Regions from separate parts of the Mus musculus genome. Here region 1 is linked to region 2. A link is a contact called in public ChIA-PET data. All regions are on one chromosome and are shown on one strand. The core of a region is the stretch at or near the end of the contact, and the rest is flanking DNA. Distances in the headings are between cores, read along the strand shown.

What was found. ChIA-PET counts read pairs in DNA pulled down with a chosen protein or histone mark.
Region 1: a contact with region 2 is called in an RNA polymerase II ChIA-PET map of memory CD8 T cells, with 514 read pairs. The contact joins two enhancer-like sites. A contact is called at or near these places in 1 of 15 datasets of contacts at CTCF or cohesin (CD8 T cells), 5 of 484 Hi-C or Micro-C datasets (CD4 T cells, CD8 T cells, Th1 cells and 2 more) and 3 of 115 datasets of contacts at active chromatin or transcription factors (CD8 T cells, embryonic stem cells and memory CD8 T cells).

What each region holds. Positions count from the first base shown.
Region 1 is chr1:128,764,063-128,768,675 of GRCm38.p6, reverse strand. No RefSeq gene overlaps it. Among named protein-coding and RNA genes, the nearest start is that of Gm23056, 120 kb to the left of the region's middle. Within about 2 kb of position 1,520, at least 69 of the 459 cell types and tissues checked have an H3K27ac peak or open chromatin away from gene starts, as enhancers often do. A contact at or near this core is called in CD8 T cells and memory CD8 T cells, where this site is marked.
Region 2 is chr1:128,673,786-128,678,700 of GRCm38.p6, reverse strand. No RefSeq gene overlaps it. Among named protein-coding and RNA genes, the nearest start is that of Cxcr4, 84 kb to the right of the region's middle. Within about 2 kb of position 3,005, at least 58 of the 459 cell types and tissues checked have an H3K27ac peak or open chromatin away from gene starts, as enhancers often do. A contact at or near this core is called in CD8 T cells and memory CD8 T cells, where this site is marked.

The DNA of each region.
Region 1 (4,613 bases), core at 271-2,770, 91 kb before region 2:
CCACTTTTCCAGATCACTCCTTGTGATTCCTGAGTCATAACCAGTGGGGAACAGACTCACTCATAAACAGATTATGAAAATTCAACAGTTTAAAATCTAACAGGCCAGCCTACAGACTTGTCACAGATGAATGATACTCTGGGGTCATAAAACCATAACGGGCACACGGCGAAGATGACACCCTGCCGATCTGACTCCTTCCCTCCTTGGAAAGATGGCGATGTTTCCTCTGGGACCCACGGAAAACGCCATGCATGGTATGGAGTGTACCTGCTATCCCCAGCACTGGGAAGTAGAGACAGCAGGATCCCTGGGGCTAGCCAGGCAGCCTCCATACTCAAGGAGCTCCAGGTTCAGGGAGAGACAGTGTCTCAAACAAACAAGGTGCTTCATCCATGAGGAGCAATTGAGGTTGTCTTCTGACTTCCACATTCATGCGTAAATGTGCATGTACAGGCATGCCCACACAAACACGCACCAAGGAGATAAAAGACTGTACTCTGCTTTGACTAGATGTTGCAATACCTGCTCAAGCCATCCACGGCTCAGTCATGACTGAGAATGGACTCCAGGTTACAGAGTGAAACTTTCCTTTCATTCGGAAGGATTGTACAGCTGTAAATGTAACTTTCATTCGCCTGATGTAATTGTCATCTCTGTGGCTTAATGCCCGGTAAACCCTCACTTTCTAGTTCTTTCTGAACTCTAGCTGGCTGGTTCAACTAGCTGTTCTAGACCAAATTCCTCTCCAAACTGACTGATTCAATCTGGCTTCAATCTCAGCTTCTGACTGAGTTGCTCTGCTCTGCTTGGCCTCAAACTAACTTTGGTAATCTGCTCTCGTCTTCTAGCTCATTCTGTCTTCACCTGTGTCTCGCTGTTCTCTCTGAAACCTGTCTCTGTAAAACTGTCCTGGTTAAAAACTGCTTCTGAACTCCATGGACTGAAAGGCCAACAAATGAACTGCCATGAACTTGACTTCACTCCACTGGCTCTCAATAGACTGAAGTGACTGCTGCTCTCTCTGCACTGTTCTTAAGCCGCCTCTCATTTCTGCCTGCTCTTGCGAGAATTGGGCACATCCTATCTCTGACTCATTCTGCCAAACCTTTCTCTGATTTGTCACTTTGACCATCCCCTAATTAAACATCACTTTTGACCATGGCTGCTTCCTTCTACAAACTAACCTTACTTCATTGTTAGGGATTAAAGGTGAGTACTAAGGGTGTATCTATATTCCAGATCATATTATAATCCAGGGAATGCCTGCATTCCAGCCAGATCATATAGACCTTGGATGTTTTTGGATGTGATTCCTTACCAGAGCGACCATGTTGCTGGTTTAAAATTGCTCTACACACAGCCATCTTAGGGGCCGTGCTAAAGGGTAGTAGTCACTTTCACAAATGAAACTGCTAAGGGAAAACAAAGCTACCATCAGATGACATAGCACATCTCCATGCATAGTCGGTGGATGGAGTGGTATTGTTTCGTTACCCTTCTGGCTGCTTTTACACCAGCCTGCTTCCTGTCTGAGTCTTCTATGCAAAACCTGACCTTAAATTGGGCTGGCTAGTGCCAACTTAAAGCTTTGAGGTTTTCTCGAGTATTGAATACCACTTTTGAAAGGCTAGAAAAAAAAGAAAACAGGATGTATCTATCTGAGGTTCACGGGTACTTGAAACCTATGTTGTGAGGTCTTCTGCGGGGGCTAGCCACCTGATACAAGATTCTCCACGTGTGACCTTTCTTAAACACAGAGTCAAACGTGTGACTTCCCTACAGTCTAGCCTCATCGTTAAACAGATATCCCAGCTTCAAGCCTGTGCTCTTCATCTTGATAGACCATCCAAACCTCTGCCGCCCAGGGACTGTGTTTATGAAGCCATCTGCCTAGGCTCTCCAAGTCATGGCTCTGAGCCTAGCTGCTCGCAGTCCACTCTACACACAAAGGAAAGCAACTCTTCCCCCCCCCCCTTCCTTTTCTCTTTCTCCCTCCCTTCCTTGTTTGCTTTGGGGTGTGTATATGTGTACACACAAGCATGCAGAGGCCAAAAGTTGAAATCAGGTGTCTACCTCAATAACTCTCCACCTTAAAAAAAACAAAAAACAAAACACAAAACAAAACAAAACAACAACAACAACAAAAAAAACCAGGGCACTTTGTTGAACTCGGAGCTGCTGGTTTGATTTGGATAGACTGACTGGCCACAGGCTCCTCCTTGCTCCAGCTCCACAGTGCTGAGATTACAGGCACGTATCATTACCTCTAGCTTTTTTGTTTAAACACGAGTGTTGGCATAGAGAGCCCAGCTCCTCGTGTTTGCCTGGGTAGCCCTTTATTGACTGAACCCACTCCTCCCCTTCTTTTATACTGAAGTTCATGACACCAGCAAGGGTCAGTACCTTCTTTGGAATACAGGGACTCATTGATCAATGAAAAATAAAGAGACATTTATCTTCTCACATCCAGTTTTTAAAGCTATAATCTTCCTTTATTCCATGGTATTAATTGCAGAAATCGTTCAGAAAAACCAGTTCATCCGACTGATATTGCCACTGAACTTCTGATCTGTATTTTAGAAGCTTCTGGACCCTCTTTTGATCCCCCCTTACAGAAGTTTGGAAGCAAGTGTTGTATACAGTTTTCAGGAACATATGTCAAAGATATCATATTTTATATGTCAGAGAGGAAGGCTATGAAGCCATGCAGGAGGGAGGGAAGAAGACGTGGGGATCTCCTGGCTCTAGGCTTGGACTGTCTGGGCAAGTACTTTCAGTGCCCTCCTGGTGAAACCCAGCTGCCCACACAGAGTCAGAACAGATTTGACAAAGGTTAACCAACCATCTTGGGGGAACTTCTGTGGCCACTAACAGTTATCTGAAAACATGGGCCTGAGGTTTGTCATACCTTACTGGGAGACTCACAGTTCCGGGGACTATCAGTAGTGTCTGTCAGTCTGAGGAGCAGTGGGGATTTCCAACACTAGGGGATGAATGATCATTCCTTGTTGGTCAGGGTCCCCCAAGGGTCCCCTTATAGTCTTGTAAATGCAGCCCCGTAGCACCATTCTCCAGAGGAAGAAACAGGTCAGGAGAAGCAGAAAAGAAAGCGAGCCCTAAGTGCAAGTCTTCCATCCAGAGAACTGACCTGTGCATCCATGGCCTCATCTTTAAAACCGGGCTAGTAATCTCTGCCTAGCTGGGTTTTCAGAAGAGAATATATGCAATGGCACTTTAAGGATGTAAAAAGCACCAAATAAGTGAAATATGTCAACACAATGTTCATTTATGACACCAACTGGCCACCAGGAATGAAATTGCTAAAGTCACTTGTAGACATTTGCTGATGCGGTAAAAAATTCGAACAAACTAAAAGTCCACAGATTTCAGAAATGACTCAGTCAAAGGAGAGCTTGCTGTGCAAGCATGAAGACCTGATCTCAACCCCCAGAATCCATGAAGAGGAGAAGGAGGAAAAGGAGGAGGAGGAGGAGGAGGAGGAGGAGGAGGAGGAGGAGGAGGAGGAGGAGGAGGAGGAGGAGGAGGAGGAGGAGGAGGAGGAGGAGCCCAGTGTGATGGTGCATGCTTGTAAGGGCAGAGCTGGGGAGGAGACAGACCGTGCGCACTTCTAGGTATCAAACTCAGATCCTCATGTTTGTTCAGCAACTATACCAACTGAACCAGCTCCCCGAGCCTCACCTAAGCCTTCCTACCACCTTCCATAGGTTTCCTTATCCCTATTTGGTAGGAAAGTAACAGAATATAAACAAGATCTTACATTGCTTTTCATCCTAGTGTTAGTTATGTGGCAGATCCAGGGCATTCAACCTGTCCCCTTCAAAACCTGTCTCCCCACCCCACCCCTGCCTCCTTTTGCACCCTTAAAGGCAAAAGAACTGGATTTGTGTCTAAAGCCTTCTGAGAGGGGCTGGGTGTACAAACCTAAGAACCTGAGTGAGGCCAAGCCCCAACCCCATGTTAAAGGCTGGGCATGGGGCGTGTGCATTTGTAACCCCAGTACCTGGAATGTGGCTATAAGAGTCCTGAGCTCCCTCCAGACACCCAGCCAAGCAGCAATCTGCAGATGCTATGAGAGAATCTATCTCAGAAAACAAGGTGTGTGGCCCCTGAGGAATGACAGACAATGTTCACCTCTGCTGCTTCCCCAACACCAATTAACAAGCCTCTTGAGACTAAGCTTAACCCTTCCTCTTCCTACGAGGCTCCATGCTTCAAGTCCATCCCAAACCTCTTGTGAAAACACCAGCTCTTGAAGAACAGATATGGATATTACCCCCTCTCTGCAATCCTGAATTAGTAATCATGGCATTGACTGACTACCTTTTTGAAAATTATATTTATTTATCTGTGTTTGTGTGGGAGAGGGTAGAGTCTTGGGCATACCGCAGCATGCATGTAGATACCTACTGAACTCTCCCACAGTCCCTCCCTATTTTTTGGAAAGCATACAGGGATAAGCAAGAGTTGCCCTGTCTTGGTCAAAGTGTGTCCATATTGGCAGTAGAGGGACAGGCATGCTCCAGTTCCCCAGGCCTGAGCACAAACATTTGTCTTTGCTGAAGCTTCTCTCTGCAAGGAGGTCGGAAGAG
Region 2 (4,915 bases), core at 1,756-4,255:
AGTTCACAAGTGCCTATAACTCCAGCTCCAGGGGATCTGACATCTGTTCTCCGATGACATCTGCATTCAAACTTATATTACACGCTCCCATACACATAAACATATACTAAAATTGTTCTAATTTTAAAAAAGTTTTTAAGTTGTTCTGGGGAGGTGACTCATTGGATAATGTATTTACTGGATGAGCCAAAGGACCAGAGTTTGGATCCCCAAAACCAAAGTAAAAGTCAGAAGGGCACGGTGGCCGACCTGCAATCCCAGAACTCAGGGGATGGGGACAGGGATCCCTGGATCAAGCTGGCTAGATAGACCGGCTGAATTGACAATCTCTGAGTCCAACTGAGAGAGCTTGTCTCAGTAATTAAACTAAAGAGAAATCAAGGAAGACACCCAATGCCAACTTGGTGCACACATACATGCGTGCACACACACAGTATCACAGGTTTTAGTCTCAGGATTTATTGGCTTTCATGTAAGAGAATAAAAAAGGAAGTCTCTGCCTTGTCTTTGCATCAATTTCTAGTGCAAACTGGCATTCTTTTGAGACACAAACCATTATTCCCTTCCTTGCACCCACAACAGACATCACTAATCAATGGCAGTCCTCTCTCCGGCTTAACTCTTGTCTTTTTCTACTCCTTCCCCACTTTGGTGATAATGCTGAGGATCTAACCTAGAACCTTGCATAGGGGTAGGAAAGCCTTTACTACAGAGCTATATCCCAGCCCTTTCATGCTTGATTTCTTCATTTGTTTGTTTGATTGATTGTTGAGACAGGGTCTACCCAAGTTACTCATGCTGGTCTTAAACTCACTTTGTAGCCCAGGCAGATCTTCTTGCTTTAGCCTCCCCGGTACCTGGGATAACAGGCCTGGATCACCAGACCTCACTCAGCACTCTGTCTTAGTGCTGTTAGTAGCACTATTCTCTGGCAGCCACTTCCAGCTGAGCCAGAGCTGCCCTGCCCCATGAGACCATACCTTTCTGCACCAGTGAATTATTGGAAGTGGTGACACTTGGGGAGGCTTTCTGGGTCCCCTCATCTTCCCACAAACATAATTACTCACACCACCAGTCTCTTTTCTGCTCTTTCAAAGTAGAGTCACACCCCAAGGTCTGAATGGCACATAATCTCTCCTCTAAATCTCTGGTCTAGAGTCACATAATAGAGCTTATGACTTCTAATTTTGGGTTCTTGTGTATTATCCTTCCTCTGTTAGACTCTAAACATCTAGTGCATTTCATATATTTTAAAAATTTTTGTTAAAAAGAAATCACCCAGCAGTGTGATGGTCTGAATGAAAATAGCCCCATAGGCTCATAGGGAGTGATACTGTTAGGAGGTGTGCTCTTGTTGGAATAGGTATGGCCTTGTTGGAGGAAGTACATCACTGGGGGTGGGCTTTGAGTTCTCAGATGTTCAAGCCAGGCCCAGTGTGTCTCATTCTTTTCCTGCTGCCTACCCATGAAGATGTCAAATTCTTAGCTCCTTCTCCAGCATTATGTCTGCCTGCATGCTGCCATGCTTCCCACCATGACAACAATAAACTAAATGTTTGAACTCTAAGTTAGCTCCAATTAAATGTTTTCTTTTATAAGAGTTGCTATGGTATTGGTAATAAAACCCTAGCTAAGACAGGCAGAAAGATGGATCAGTGATAAAGGTACTTACTTCCAAGCCTGAGAACTTTAGCTCAATCCCCAGGACCCACATGGTGGAAGAGAAAGCTGACTCCACAAAGTTGTCCTCTGATCTCTATGTGCTCCACATCATGCACTCCTGCCCCAACACACAATAAATAACTGTTAAGAAGGAGAAAGAGAAAGGAAGAAAGAAAGAAAGAAAGAAAGAAAGAAAGAAAGAAAGAAAGAAAGAAAGAAAGAAAGAAAGAAAGAAGAAAGAAAGAAGAGGAAATCATAGAAGGAAGGGAGAGAAGGAGGGAGAGGGAAGGAGGAAGGGAGGGAGGGAGGGAGGGAAGGAGGGAGGAAGGAAGGAAGGAAGGAAGGAGGGAGGGAGGGAGGGAGGAAGGAAGGAAGGAAGGAAGGAAGGAAGGAAGGAAGGAAGGAAGGAAGGAAGGAAGGAAGGAAGGAAGGAAGGAAAGACACTTGGTAGAGTACTCATTTAAGAGAGAACTTGTTAGGCTAAGCATGCTAACACCTACCCAGTGCTAGTAGGCAATAGCAAAAGTATTATCACAATCTTGAGATCAGCCTGATATCTGTACTGAGTTCCAGACCATCCAGGACTATTTAGCAACAACTTTCTGAGATGGATGGATGGATGGATGGATGGATAGATGAATGGATAGATAGATAGATGGATAAACAGATAGATGGGTGGATAAACAGACAGACAGGCAAGCAGGTTGACAGGCAGGGGAGATACCTCAGTCTATAAAGTGCTTACAAAGACAGAGTCCCAAATTTAGTCATCAGCATCCACATTAAAAAAAAAAATCCAGAAGAGGTGGTACATGCTTGTCATCCTACAGCTGGGAAGGTAGAGACAGGTGGCCAGCCTGCCTCACCTATAAGTTCCTGTGAGTAAATGGATAGATAGAGAGATAGATGTATCTCTAGGTAGGTAGGTAGGTAGGTAGGTAGGAAGGTAGGTAGGTAGGTAGGTAGGTAGGTAGGTAGGTAGGTAGGTAGGTAGGTAGAGGTAGATAGAAGACAGATCCTGAGGAATGACATCTGAGGTTTTCCTCTAGCCTGCATATATGCACTAGCCCACAGGTACACATAGGCACACAACCCAAACATAGATGTCCCCACACAGCACAAAGAAAACAGAGACAGAGCACAGGAACTTGTTTGTTTTCATCTCAGTGGCTTTTTGTCTGGATTTCTAGAAGCAGCGATTGCCACTTCCTGTGGACCACCACTAATTTGAGGAAGCTTAAAGGCCTTTCAGTTCCATCAATGAGAGGGGAGACCCCACCTGCCGTGCTGGGAGGAAGCTATGAGGCCTTCCTGTATTTGTCTGTATGGGCCACACGCAGATGTGTCGAGTGATCTCCGGGCCAGGCTGAGCTGAAGATGCAGTCTCTTTCCCTAGAGAGAAGTGAGAACTGAGCTGTCAACTCTGTCAGCTCTACCCAATCCCCACCAGTTGTGGACTCCTAGGTTAAGGTTCTGTCCCTTAATGTGATGGTATTAGGAGACAGAGGCCTGAAAGATGTAACCATGAGGGCAGATAGATCACCAATGGGATGGGACCACTTTCCAGCGTGTTCTCATCCACCAAAACCCAGACTGAAGCTTGGTTCTTGTATTAATTACTTCATCCATTGCTGCAACGAGATACTTGATTTAAAAAACGACTTACAGAAGGATGTGTTTGAGTTTAGTTTGAGGATACAGGCTATCATGGTGGGGAAGGCATGACAGCAGGAATGTGAGTGAATTAAAAAAAAAAATGAAATGGAAAACACATGACTGCCCCTAGGTATGGTGGAGGAAAAGTTTATTGTAGATAAAAGGGAGAACATAGCCAGGGGCAGGAACATCTGGAAGAGTTCAGAGTGAACATTGCCCTGAGCCATGTGGGGAGATGTGGGAGGAGAGAGCAGCTACTGACCAAAAGGGGCAGCCTGGGCTAAGAGACTGGCCAAGAGAGAAGGTAAACAAATCAAGATGCCGTGTCCAGTTGGAGGGACATGGCCAGGAGGCCTGACCTTTACCCATGCTGTGGTGGCTCTGGGGCTCCACCTGCTTACTTAAAATCTGTATCTTCACTAGAGTCTGAACATCTGAGTCACCCCAAAATTCATGTTAGAACAGAATCACCAGAGTTGGTATTAGAAGGCAGGATGTATCAACATTCTACCATGGGTGAGAGAGGGTCTAAGGGGAAGGCCCCACCCCTTACTCAGGAGCTATTAACAATTAATAAAGAGTCATTTTTCTTCTGTGGTGCACGCACTGGCAAGTTGCCCATGTTCCAGTAATAGCTCCATATCCATATTTATGCAATCAATCATAAACTCAATGGACCCCCCCCCGCAAAAAAAAAGAAAACAGGAGGGGGGAAAGCTAAGAAGAAAGTTCTAGAAGGAAGGAAAAAAGGATAAGAGAGGGTCTTTGGATTTGTAATGACCAACCATCATATACATATATGAAACTGTCAGTGAATATTTTTTTAATTAAAAGGAAAACCAAAGAAGATGGGGCTATTAGGAGGTGATGAGATAAACCAATGGGATCAGCATCTGTATAGATGAGACCCTAGGACTGGGCATATAGCTCCACTGGTAGAGTGCTTGCCTAGCATGCATGCAGCCTGGGTACTGTATTACTTGGGATAATGGTACACACCTATGGTCTCAGCACTAGAGAGGTAGAGGCAGGAAGATCAGGACTCCAAAGGCATCCTTAGCTGCCTAAAGAATTGGAGGCTACTCTGGCCTACATGACACTCTGCCTCAAGAAATCTTAAGAGTGTGGATAAATATGATGGTGGGCTGCCAGAGTGAGTCATTTCCACTGAAGCCCTGACAGTAGTGACCCGATCTCTCAAATGTGTGACCCAGTTCCATAATGTGCTTGTGGAACATATTTCTGCTTCTGATCCTCTGTCGGTTCCATTCAGACTAATCGACTCAGATAACAGACCCTCACCCTCATCAGAGTGTTCCAGACTAAGTCCCAGCCAGCTATGGCAGCCCTGTGCTTCCTCCCCCCATTCTCCACATCCCCATATCCTTTCTAACAATGATGAAATTCCTCTTTCCTCAGAGGCTCTGCCTTTCCTCCACTCTCTCTCTTCACACCCTCTTCTCATGTTCTCTCATGATAAACAATGTGGCCCATCAGATCTGGAGATCAAAAGAGAGTGGGAGATCCCACTTCTCTGGGAGGCAAGCTCAGAGCCTCATACCTACACTGCAGCTTAGGGACATCTTCACATCAGCAA